Regions from separate parts of the Ovis aries genome. Here regions 2 and 3 are each linked to region 1. The links are chromatin contacts, called in public Hi-C maps. All regions are on one chromosome and are shown on one strand. The core of a region is the stretch at or near the end of the contact, and the rest is flanking DNA. Distances in the headings are between cores, read along the strand shown. Region 1 holds the start of NRIP1 (nuclear receptor interacting protein 1). Region 2 has its middle 200 kb from the start of NRIP1. Region 3 overlaps LOC106990868 (a long non-coding RNA gene).

Region 1 (3,835 bases), core at 434-2,933:
AAAAGGGCAGGACCTGTATTTGGCTTGTTGCATTAACTGTGTAATCTTATTTACTAGGAGGTCGTTTATCTACCAACCACAATGATCTAAAACCCAGTTAAGAAGAAAAAAGAATGATTTTAAAGCATCATTTGAGTAGTCCACATATCTGCCACAAGGTCGATGCACTAAAGTTCACCTGCCTTTCTCCTTGGTGAGCACATCAGTTCCTTACATGGCACTATTTTGTTTTACTTTAGACTGAATGGTGACAAATGAGGCTATCTGGAATCTCAGTCTGCACCAGACTAGCAGTTGCCAATCAGAAGAGGAGGATAATGTTAGAGACAGGAACCCTGGCAAAAGAGAGAAAAGATTGTTAGTTAGGGAAGGGGGAGAGAGAGCAACTATGAAAGACAGAGATGATCACTGGATCATAGTATCCTGGAGTCCTTCAGGGAGAGGACTGATGGCTTCTATTCATCCTGGGAGCATCCCTGACTCCTAGGAAGGAGCTTGATAGAGAACAGGAAATTGATGTAGTCCTTAAATTCATTATAACCTACTATCAAAATTAACTCTGAATTTTCAAGAAAAAGCCAAAAAATGGCTTAAGAAAATAGAAACATTTATAATACGTTTTCAGAAAATCTTTGTACAACAGTTTTAAAGAAAATTAGTTTGATTCCTTAAAGGGTCACACTCCAATAATGCTGCCTATCACTTAATTCAAACAGTTGGCTCTGAATCAATCCTGGATAAATGTTGTCATGCAGAACAGTGGACTTTACTAAGCTGCCTTGAACAGATTTCAAATGGTGGTAGATACAAATAATAAGCTCTCATATGAGGTTTAAATATATAAGATGGCAACAGATCGCACAGTTGAAATCACTAGGGTGATGTAAAATAATTGTTCTAAAATGCACTATCACCATGAAGAAAAATCTTCCTGCCATGTGCCCAGCACTGTGCTAGGTGCTGTATTATTAAGCATTCTTCTGAAATATCGCTTTCCCTTTTAAGACTGTGAAGGTGTTCCCGAATCCTCATTCATATTTTTAAAGGTTAAATGACATTTTACACGCACAACACAACCATTACATAACAGGCATAGAATACTGTTCTATGACTTGGATAGTTTTGTGTTTTTTTTTTAAGTGCACTAGCAACTTTATTTTAAAATGCTGTCGAATCCTTAAGGATCTGAAAACCTACACATAGGAATGGAGTGTCTTATCCACTCACTTGTTTTGTGTAATAAGTGTTTAAACACAGGCATGCCATTTCGGAGTTTACAGTGAGCCTAAGCTGTACTTCAGCGTTTTTGCAGCAAGCAAAAACAATTTCTGCAACGGTCCTCATTTCCCCTGGCAATTTTTTTTTTTTTCTTTTTCTTTTTCATGGCGAGTTACTAAATGCTAGATGCTAGAGTCAAAAAGAAACCTGACATCTGGGGAGGTGTTGCGGGGGTGTTAATAGTTCTAGCTTGATGTTTGGGGAGAGCCTTGAGGATAAGATTTTAAAACAGCAAATACACGGAGAAGGGGGAAATGATGGTTTCGGATGACTCTCTCCTCCCTCCACTTTCTCTCTTCACCAATCCGTATCCCCCCCAATTTAGAGGCGGGTTCAGGGAGATCAGGCTGCAGGAAACCAGGAGGCTCTCCGGGGCTGCCGCCCCGGCCTCGTGATGTAATTGTTATTTCTTACTCGGAGCCTGAACCGGCGGAGAGCTGCCCGAGAAGTGGCAGCTGGGTGCCTTCTGCCTTGTCTTGGAGGGTCAGGTTCGGTCCGAGGACGGTGTCGATTCGAGGAACGGCTCCGCTGGAGACTTCGCAGTGACAAAGCAGCAGAAGATAAACCCTGCTCCCGTCCGAGGAGCTGAACCCGGCGCTCCTCAGGTCTCCTTCCCAGTTTTCTTCTCGGACTCACCCGCCGATTATCCCTGGGTGCCTTCTACGTGCAGGGCGCGGGATCAGAGGGACCCGCAGTTAGCCCCCCCCACCCCCGGCCAGACTAAAGCAAGACACACAGATTACAAGGTGGTGGAAGTTGGGGGGGGTGGGCGAGAGGGAGCCCAGGAGACACGGGTCGTGGGGTGAAGTGGGAGGAGAAGGAAGCCTAAGATGCCGGCACCCAGGAAGGGACCCGGGGCGTCCCGACCCCCAGGCTGAGCCCCCTTCGCGGGCTTTTGGCCTGGGTCACGAGAGTGGTCCCCACCCCCCCGGGAGCCCCAGGAGGAGCTGTCCCGGCGCCTTCGGCGGCGGTGGGGGCTGCTGGACAGAGCTGGGAGCCGCGGGGAAGGGCTCGGGGCGCCTGGAGCACCCACCTCTCCCGGCCGCCGCGCTCTTCCAGCTGCCTCGGGGCGCCCGCAGCCCCCGCCCGGCCGGCCGGAGGGCGGGCGAGGAGGAAAACCAGCCAACCGAGGGGGCCCCGCAGTTCCCGCGAGCCTCCGGGACCCGAGCGCGTGCCTGCCGCCCCGGTGACAATGGAAGAGAGGGGGAAAAAAGGGTTAAGAAACTTGGCTGAAGAGCTGAATGGCGTGGAGCGGCGAGGGGAGGGACTGGGCCGCGGCCGCCTCGGCGGCGGAGGGAGGAGCGCGGCTGCGGGCGGGCGGGCGGGCAGGCAGGCGGCGAGCGAGGCGCTCAAAGTCAGCCTCGCAGACATTGCAGCAGAGCCCCGAACTCGGGAGGCGGCGGCGGCGGCGGAGGAGGAGGCGGCGCGGCGGCGGCGGCCGAGGCGGAGGGACGACCCGGCCCCGCGCTCGCCCGCGCGCCCGCCCGTGGCCTCGCGGCGGCCGCTGCGCCCGGCAGCGCTGCCGATCGCAGGGAAGAGCTCGCCGGGGCGCCGAGGGAGGACGGGGCGGCGGGGCGCCTTCGCGGAGTGAGCTGGCCGGAGCCCCGGCGCTCGGAGCTGCGGCGGCCTCGGGTGAGTGGCGGCCGCGGCCGGGGGGCTCGGACGAGCGGCCGCCGCCGCCGGAAATGGCCGGGAGCGCGGCCCGCGGCGGCGTTGGCTTGGCGTTGGCGGGCAGGGCCTCGGGGGGCGTCGGGGCGGCGGGGGGCCCGCGCTGCGGGGCGGCGGGAGCGGACGCGGACGGCGGGGTGAGCTCGGCGGAGGGGGACGGCTTCCGGGCAAATCCCGCCTCTCCTGCCGGCTCCGAACCTGCCCGGGAACTCGGGGGGCCCGGGCAGCGGGGCCGGCAAGTTGTGGAGTTGGCCCGGGGGCTCACCGGCGCGTTCTTGGCCGTCCTGGGCCGGGGACGGGAGGGCGGCCGCCGTGTTGCCCCGGACCCGGGCCGGGGTCGCGCCCCCGCTCGGCTGTCCTCCTCGGCCCGGAGCCCCGGGCGCTTCTCGTCGCGCCGTTCTCAGTCCTGCTGCCCCGGGCGTCCTGGGCGGCGCCGGGCGCAGCTCCCCCCGCCTCTCGCCCGGGTGCCTCCCTGCTCTGAGCTGGCCGGATCCCGGACTGGGGAAAGTGGGTAGGCAAGGGGACCGCGCTCCCGGCCCCTAGCCGACCCTCGGGTCCAGCCAGGCCCGTTGGTACGTGTCCTTCCCCTCCCGAGGGCGAGGCCCCTGGGACCCGAGGCCTCAACCATCACTTTTCTCCGGAGCCAGAAAACCGGGCTCACCTCTAGAGTGAACCCCGTGCAGGTCCTGGGAGGCTTCGTTTTTCTCTCCTACATCTATGTGTCCTCTTCTACTACTAGCGGATATTGTCTTATGAAGGGTTTCCCGGGAAATATTCTGCAAACCGTCACAACCCTTCCAAAGTAGTTTTCCAAATTTTAATCAAGAGTTGCTGTTCCGTCTGGAGGAACAAAGGAATCAACTATGTCTTAGAGGCGAACAGTCTGCGA
Region 2 (3,835 bases), core at 923-3,422, 200 kb before region 1:
ATATATAAAACTTCATATATATACACTTATATATGTATACAATATATTTTGCCAACAAATGTCCATCTAGTCAAAGATTTGGTTTTTCCAGTAGTCATGTATGGATGTGAGAGTTGGACTATAAAGAAAGCTTAACACCAAAGAATTGATGCTTTGAACTGCGGTGTTGTTGAAGACTCTTGAGAGTCCCTTGGACAGCAAGGAGATCTAACCAGTCCATCCTAGAGGAAATCAATCCTGAATATTCACTGGAAGGACTGATGCTGAAGCTCCAATACTTTCACCATCTGATGAGAAGAACTGACTCATTTGAAAAGACCCTAATGCTGGGAATGATTGAAGGCAGGAAGAGATGGGGACAACAGAGGATGAGATGGTTGGATGACATCACTGACTCAATGAACATGAGTTTGAGTAAGCTCTGAGAGTTGGTAATGGAAGGGAAGCCTGGTGTGCTGCAGTCCATGGGGTCAGAAAGAGTCAGACATGGCTGAGTGACTGAACTGAACTGAACTGAAAACATATTTATGTAAATATAAAATTTAAAATTTAATATGCATAAACAATCATATAATTTTAATGTCAGATATTTATATTATATATTTAATACATCATTACTTAAACATATATGTTAAAGAAAAATAAAGAGACATGGAAAATTGATCAGGAGTTTCAAAATCTCTAAGACAAAGTCCCAAAAAAGAAAAAACCAAAAATGACGCAGGAGAAAATGGAGAAGGCAGAGGAGTATGAGGAGGAGCAAAGTCATGCAAGATAAAGAAAAGACCAAGTGCCAGCTGGGTACAAAATGAAAGATTTATATCTAGGCATCAAAAGAACTAGACATCTCCTTTAGAATTCTCAGTCTGAGGGCAGCAAAAGTGTGAGGGTGCAAAATCAATATATTTTCAAACACAAAATGAGTTATTTTACTTACCGCTTCTTTTGAAAAATGTAATTGTGATTTCTCTTCAAACCAGCAAAGAAAGGAATGGAAGAAATAGAAATCATAGGATCTAAGAAATAGCGGCCCCAACACAAAAGAACCATGAAAAGAAATCCCCTCAGAGTGGGCGCTGTGGCATGTGCGAAGAAAAATGGTCAGAGCTGGAACATGAATATCAAGGGTTCTAACCACAGTGTTTTTAAGAACAAAAGGATTAACCTCAACATGTAGTAAACTTGAAAGGCAGGATTATCCTGAGGCTGAAATAAAAGCTCAAGTTTCTTCTTTCAGTAAGGACAATTAAAAGAAGATTGAACACTCAAAGAAAAGAAAAGAAAAGATCTATGTGAGGAAGCCTCAAAAAATACAAAGAAAAGTGCAATACGGGATGATTTTGAACTCCTCGTGGTGTGGAAGGAAAGAAAACCCCTTGACTTTCCCTCTTGGAGTCTTGTTTGTCACATGGATAAGGCTTAGTGAAACAGGATTATACCATTCTGCCTAGTTCTGTGGTGATTAATAATTACTGTAATTATAATATTGAAAACATTTATTGGTTCTGAATTTTAAAATATAAAATAGACAAAAAGTCATATATTTAGTTAATTATAATGGTAATATATAACTTAAATAATATGAATTCGGCCATGTAAAAAATAATGGCACAGCTAACAGAGCTGAGAAAATATGGAGGAAAGGAGGCACAAAGAGGTGGAGAAGCGCTAATTTTTTAATCTTAATATCAGGACTTAAGGACTTAATGCACATCAACTTTGATAAATACAGTTTGGTAGTAACATGATTAGTACAATATTAAGGGAGTGGAAATCAACTGGAAATAGAGAGTATAAGCTCGGCAAATTCATCACCCTTCATGTGAAAAAGTAAAGATATTTTAAGTTGTAAATCTGAGGCTTTACATTTGTTAAACAATTTAAGGTGTTAATGTCAAATGGAGGTATAAATGTACAATTTAATGCAGGAATTGCAAACTGGTAGCCCACAAGCAAACTCTGCAGAAGAAGCCTTTTTTATTTTTTATTTCCCATATAATGTTTGTAAAAATTAAGAAACATAACCAAAACATTCATATTTCCCATTTTTCTTGAGAAAAAAAAGTGGAAGAACGATCTAGCAGCGTTTAAAATTGCATTCCTGCATGGGAGCAATTAACCAGAGCTGACAAACAGGCCTCCCTTAGATGGAGCTTGTGCTATGCCATTGAGCACATTCCTCAGCCCTCCACCTGTGTTCCGTGTGCCCTGCTTAATTTGTTTACTTTGCCTGCATGATCTTTGTGAGACTGAAGTTCATGATCCTCATTGAGAGTTAGGAAGTTAAACACCAGACGAACCACACATGGTTCAAGCTTGGTTCTTCTGCGGAAATGGGAAGAGTATAGTTTGGAAGAGAATAATCTTTCAATTCTACCCTTCAGTACAGTTTGAACCAGACTTTCCATTTTTATGTCTGTTTGTCTATCTGTGTCTATTGTCTATGTGTGTTTTTTTGTCTGTGTATGTCTATGTCTACATCTTATCTGTGCCCGGTCACAAACTGGTTCAGAGACGAAGCTCTGGAAGGAATAAACAGACCCTAGCCTAGAAGAAGGGTCAAATGCAATGGAAGATGACTTTCCAGGTAATAGTTCGGCACCAGGGGTCCACAGATGCTATGTGCACGCTCAGTCGTTTCAGTCATGTCTGACTCTTTGCAACCCCATGGACTGTAGCCTGCTAGTCTCCTCTGTCCCTTGAATTCTCCAGGCAAGAATACTGGAGTGGGTTGCCGTGGCCTCCTCCAAGGAATCTTCCCAACCCTGGGATTGAACCCTTGTCTCTTATGTCTACCTGCATTGCCAGGGGAGTTCTTTTTTGTTTGTTTTTTAATTAATTTATTTATTTTAATTGGAGGCTAATTACTTTACAATATTGTAGTGGTTTTTGCCATACATTGACATGAATCAGCCATGGGTATACATGTGTCCTCCATCCTAAATCCACCTCCCACCTCTTCTCCATCCCATCCCTCAGGGTCATCCCAGTTAACTGGCCCTGAGAGCCCTGTCTTATGCATCAAACCTGGACACCAGTGGAGTTCTTTACCATTAGTGCCACCTATAAATAGAAGAAAAAATTAGAATGACTTACCTGCTGATGGATGTAATATACTGTTTCCCTGCTCCTGCTTGTGGCCAACTGCTAACTCTCACAAACAACCAGGTTGCTCTTCTACATTCCCTAGCCTTCTTGGCTGGATGTTGCAATTAATTGACTAGACTCTTGCAGGCAAAACGTAGGCAGATGTAATATAAGCTAATCCAAAGCCTGACCCATAAACCCTTCCCAAGCAACCTTTCAGATCTCTTTTCCTCCCTCAGCAACTTGAAAGCCAAGTGTTCAAGATGTCTTAGCTACAAGACAGAGGGCATCTGTCTCACCCATATTGGACTGTGATGTAAGCAAGAAATGAGATTTTGTTGTGAGATCTGGGGGATTTCTGTTCCAGCAGTTACTGTTTATTACTTAAACTGGGGCCTCTCTGTTTCAAAATCACCAAGAGGGCTTGTGGAAACACAAATTGCTCACAGGCAATTTAATACTGTCTCCTACATACTGGCATTGAAGACATGCTTATTGTAACTTGTCTGTACTGAAATGAAGATGTAGAAAGCATGGATGATGCCAGATTTTCAAGATGTAACATAAAGGGTGCATTCGTCATCCCTGAGACGAACTATAAGCAGTCCAGAAAGTGATGACTTCAAGTTACCTTGAAGCAGTTTCAATTGCAGCATGATTGTGATCTTCTGGGAAACCAGAGGGCAGACAGATCAGCCTCCTCTATTGAGAGGTCAACCCTGTTGAGAAAAATCATGGATCAAACTGC
Region 3 (3,835 bases), core at 460-2,959, 190 kb after region 1:
TGGAGTTCTCCAGGCAAGAATACTGGAGTGGGTAGCCATTCCCTTCTCCAGGGGATCTTTCCAACCCAGGACAGAACTGGGGTCTTCTGCATTGCAGGCAGAGTCTTTACCATCTGAGCCACCAGGGAAGGCCAATAGCTATCTGTATTTTCTCCTGTTTTCTCATTTAGCCACTTTTCTGCATCAATCTACTTAGTACTGCTGGAATTTATGTTACTATGTGTTGTATCCCAAAACATTGAACCATTTTCCTAGCACAATTCATTGAACAGCAACACGTTTCCTCAATAATTTATAATTCCAATGTATCCTTTACTACAATTTTATAAATATTTGAGCCCTTTGCTGTGCATGTTTTTCTGTCCCACTGAAATGTCTATTCTGGATACTGTTTTCATTACTATATATTTTTAATGTAACTGTTACTATGAAAAATATCCTGTTCTCAGGATTCTTCTTACTCAGAACTATTTTGGCAATTCTTACCTGTATAATTTTAAAACAATCAGTTTGTCATATTAAAATAATTTTTGAAAGTTTATTGGAGCTATATTTAATATATAATATATATATATATATTTTATATCACATCTGTGCAGCATTATAGCTTCTCACCTAAAACTAAGCCCCAAAGGTCACACTTACTAATACTATCATCTTTGGGAATGAAGATTTCAACACATGAATTTTAGGGGATAGAAACATTCAGATTATAGCAACCATAAAGGAAGCTTTGCAACCTGTATGGAAACCCTTGTCTCTTTCCAGCCTCTTATGGTTTGCTGGCCAACTTTGGTGTTCCCTGGCTTGCAGTTGTATAAATTCAATTGTCATATGGCATTCTCCTTAGTAATGTATATGTGTATATATATAATTATTAAAACTTTAGAAAATTAGGATATGTTTTTATTAATATAAACTCCTAAGCTATTCCAATCAATATTAAAACATGGATACTGATACAGGTTTGTGAGATTTTCTCTGCGTAGTCTCACATACATACATATATTCGTATACATGAAAATATAAATTTTTTCATGCTTTGTACTATTTCCCAAGATTCCTAATACTCCACAGTTACTAAGGTAGGCAATGTTGTCATAAGACGTCACAAGAGGTCTGAAATGAGACAAGCATTTGAAGTCTATGACCTAATATATCTTTTTCCTTCAGAGTTTAGAAAATGATTTTATTTTATTTTTTCTGTGATTGAGTAAAAAGCTGTTAAAATTCTATTTCCCTTCAAAAACTTCCAGTATAATGAAGACTTCTGAAAATTTTAAAATTTTCTCTGCCAAGCAGTTTCCCTGTATTTAAGAATTTATGAGTATGTGCAATATATGTCCCCTCTAAAACACAAATAGAATATATTTTATTATTTATTAAGAAAAATTTTGATTAATTAAATAGATATTAGAATTGTACATCGTTTTAAGGTTGTTTGATTCAAAAGAGTATTTGGTTTCAGTGATAACTTGCATTATGAAAATACTTCAAAATGTGATCTTATTTCCTTCTCATAATCTCTCCTCAGCAAAGTAAACAGGAACCGTTAAAGACGAACCTAGTGCTTCTCAAGGGTTACTTCACTGACTCAATCCAACTTGCAAGTGTGCTGGCCTTTTTCCTTTTAAGGACAGTGAAGTCCTGTCTACGAAGACCATGGTGTCATGCACAGGGAAGCCGCAGCCAGGAAGAGGAAAATCATCCCCTGACCAGGTTCAATATTGCCCCCATCAGGAGCATCTTGGTAATGGAAAGTTGCAATGACTTGTCCAGCCGTTAAAAGAGCAGGAGTTATCTGTTTTGTATATTAAAAAAAAGACTTACTGTGTATAGCACAGAAACTCTATTCCATACTCTCGAATGACCTATATGGGAAAAGAATAAAAAAAAATGTATATACGTATACGTATAACTGATTCCCTTTGTTGTACAGCAGATGCTGACACAACAGTGTAAATCAACTCTACTCCCATAAAAAATTTTTCATAGGTTATATTAGCTAATAGTGTAATCTCTTAATGAGGAAATGGTTGCTATAAACTAAAAATAAATGAGCTTTATTTTCAGGACCAAAATAAATAAATAAATAAATAAATAAATAAATAAAGAGCAGGGGTGCAATCAGGCCAGAGAAAGAGCTTTGACTTTCATAAACCAACAGACAGCAAATGTAGGAGAGAAATTGTTATTTTCTATCAAAACTGGAGGCCCAAATAAACCCTCACTGATTTAATGTGCAGATTCTGCTACAACGGTTGCCAGCCACAGGGGTTTTCCAACTGTCTCATGATTCTTGGGCAACCTTGCCTTTTCGTTTGGCTCTTAGTTGAGCAGGCTGTAGGCTTTCTTGTTTAAATTAGGGAAACTCCCCTCTCCTGGGCACTGGTTGGTGGGAGAACTCCCGGACTTAGGAAGAGGAGCTGCTGTATTTGACTCTAAATGACCCTGAGACTTTGGAACCTTTTGGATAGCACAGTTGCTTACTCTTTTTTTTATCAATCTGAAAACCCAGTCAAGTGATACATTTCCAATCCCCTGACTGTCTCATGACCAGCTTGTAGGTATTAGGTCAAACAGTCCAGAAGGACTGTCATAAAGATGTTGATTGGACTCTGTCTCAGGAAAAGTTTACTGTGTCCTGGCAACCTTTATGCTCACATCACCAACTCTGCGAGGTCAAAGGTATTATGTAGAATCATAATGTACTTAAAACTAAATCATGAACTGGGTTATGAGTAGTCTGCTTGTCCCTGGTCTATCAGAGAGAATGGCAAATGGCCCAGCTATGTATGCATTTCCCCAAAGTTAAGACAGTAGAAATGAGAAAAGAGTTAGTCAAGGAAGAGAAAGCTTCTACAAAAGCCAAGTCAATACCAAAGAAGCTGTCTATCTCTCTACAGTTATCACATGTGCCCAAACATTCAGCTAGGTTGATCTGGAGCAAAATAAAGACAAATAGTTATATATGTAGTTTGTTCTAATATAAATGTCACTGTTACAGGGCACAAACTCTCTAGGAGAATACTTCTGTTTCTATTTTATTTTATTTTTTTATTATTATTTTTAAATTTTTAAATTTTACTTTACAATACTCTGTTGGTTTTGCCATACATTGACATGAATCCACCACAGGTGTACATGAGTTCCCAGTCCTGAAACCCCCTCTCACCTCCCTCCCCATTTCATCTCTCTGGGTCATCCCAGTGCACCAGCCCCAAGCATCCTGTTTCTATTAATCACACTTTCTTTCGAGATGATAACTAAATGTAAGTGATGTCATTCTACTGCAGCTTTTGCTTTACAAATAGGCTTTGAGCATTTAATTATATATGATGGATGTTAATACTTCTCTGTTGTATGTGAGAAAGGTTATTATAGTACACAATGTAGTAAAATATTTGTTTTATGGAAAGAGAGAAATACTCAATCATTTTTATTTACATTCCTGGGCAACTTGGGTCATTCTGCCCCAAGAAGTTCTATTTTCTAAAGAATAGTCTATGGGGTGACTTCCTCATAGATTCAGGTTACAGCATGAAACACATACAACCAGGAAACTTTTGCTATGGCATAGTACCTTAGTTTTCTAGAACAGGACAAAAGACAGTTATAATAAATAAATGTTAATAAAACTCTGATTTACTATATTATTTTTAAAGACCTCTGTGAGTTTGAGATAATTAGCCCAATTGTTATGCCCTGATATGGTATGAAGAACAAAAAGGAATCTGCTAGTGATATAGTTTTAAGTGCAATTTTAAAACAAAACATGTAAGACACTATTTTTCTTATGATCAAGGAAAGACAAAATACCAAGTTGTCTTTAGGA

What was found. A called contact is a pair of places that touch in the nucleus more often than the background predicts.
Region 2: a Hi-C map of liver shows a contact between it and region 1, with 2.5 times the contacts expected there. The contact joins the enhancer-like site here to the promoter of NRIP1 in region 1. A contact is called at or near these places in 2 of 16 Hi-C or Micro-C datasets (liver and tail adipose tissue).
Region 3: a contact with region 1 is called in a Hi-C map of tail adipose tissue, with 4 times the contacts expected there. The contact joins the enhancer-like site here to the promoter of NRIP1 in region 1. A contact is called at or near these places in 3 of 16 Hi-C or Micro-C datasets (hypothalamus, liver and tail adipose tissue).

What each region holds. Positions count from the first base shown.
Region 1 is chr1:142,920,476-142,924,310 of ARS-UI_Ramb_v3.0, forward strand. It overlaps NRIP1 (nuclear receptor interacting protein 1), which reads left to right and starts at 1,684. Exons shown (of 3, transcript XM_060404029.1): 1 at 1,684-2,024. It overlaps LOC106990866 (a long non-coding RNA gene), which reads right to left and starts at 2,366. Exons shown (of 2, transcript XR_003591646.3): 1 at 1,693-2,366; 2 at 1-335.
Region 2 is chr1:142,721,304-142,725,138 of ARS-UI_Ramb_v3.0, forward strand. No RefSeq gene overlaps it. Among named protein-coding and RNA genes, the nearest start is that of NRIP1, 200 kb to the right of the region's middle. Within about 2 kb of position 2,173, at least 3 of the 54 cell types and tissues checked have an H3K27ac peak or open chromatin away from gene starts, as enhancers often do. A contact at or near this core is called in liver, where this site is marked.
Region 3 is chr1:143,112,187-143,116,021 of ARS-UI_Ramb_v3.0, forward strand. It overlaps LOC106990868 (a long non-coding RNA gene), which reads left to right. Exons shown (of 5, transcript XR_009600820.1): 5 at 1,535-3,835. Among named protein-coding and RNA genes, the nearest start is that of TRNAC-ACA, 31 kb to the right of the region's middle. Within about 2 kb of position 1,710, at least 13 of the 54 cell types and tissues checked have an H3K27ac peak or open chromatin away from gene starts, as enhancers often do. A contact at or near this core is called in liver and tail adipose tissue, where this site is marked.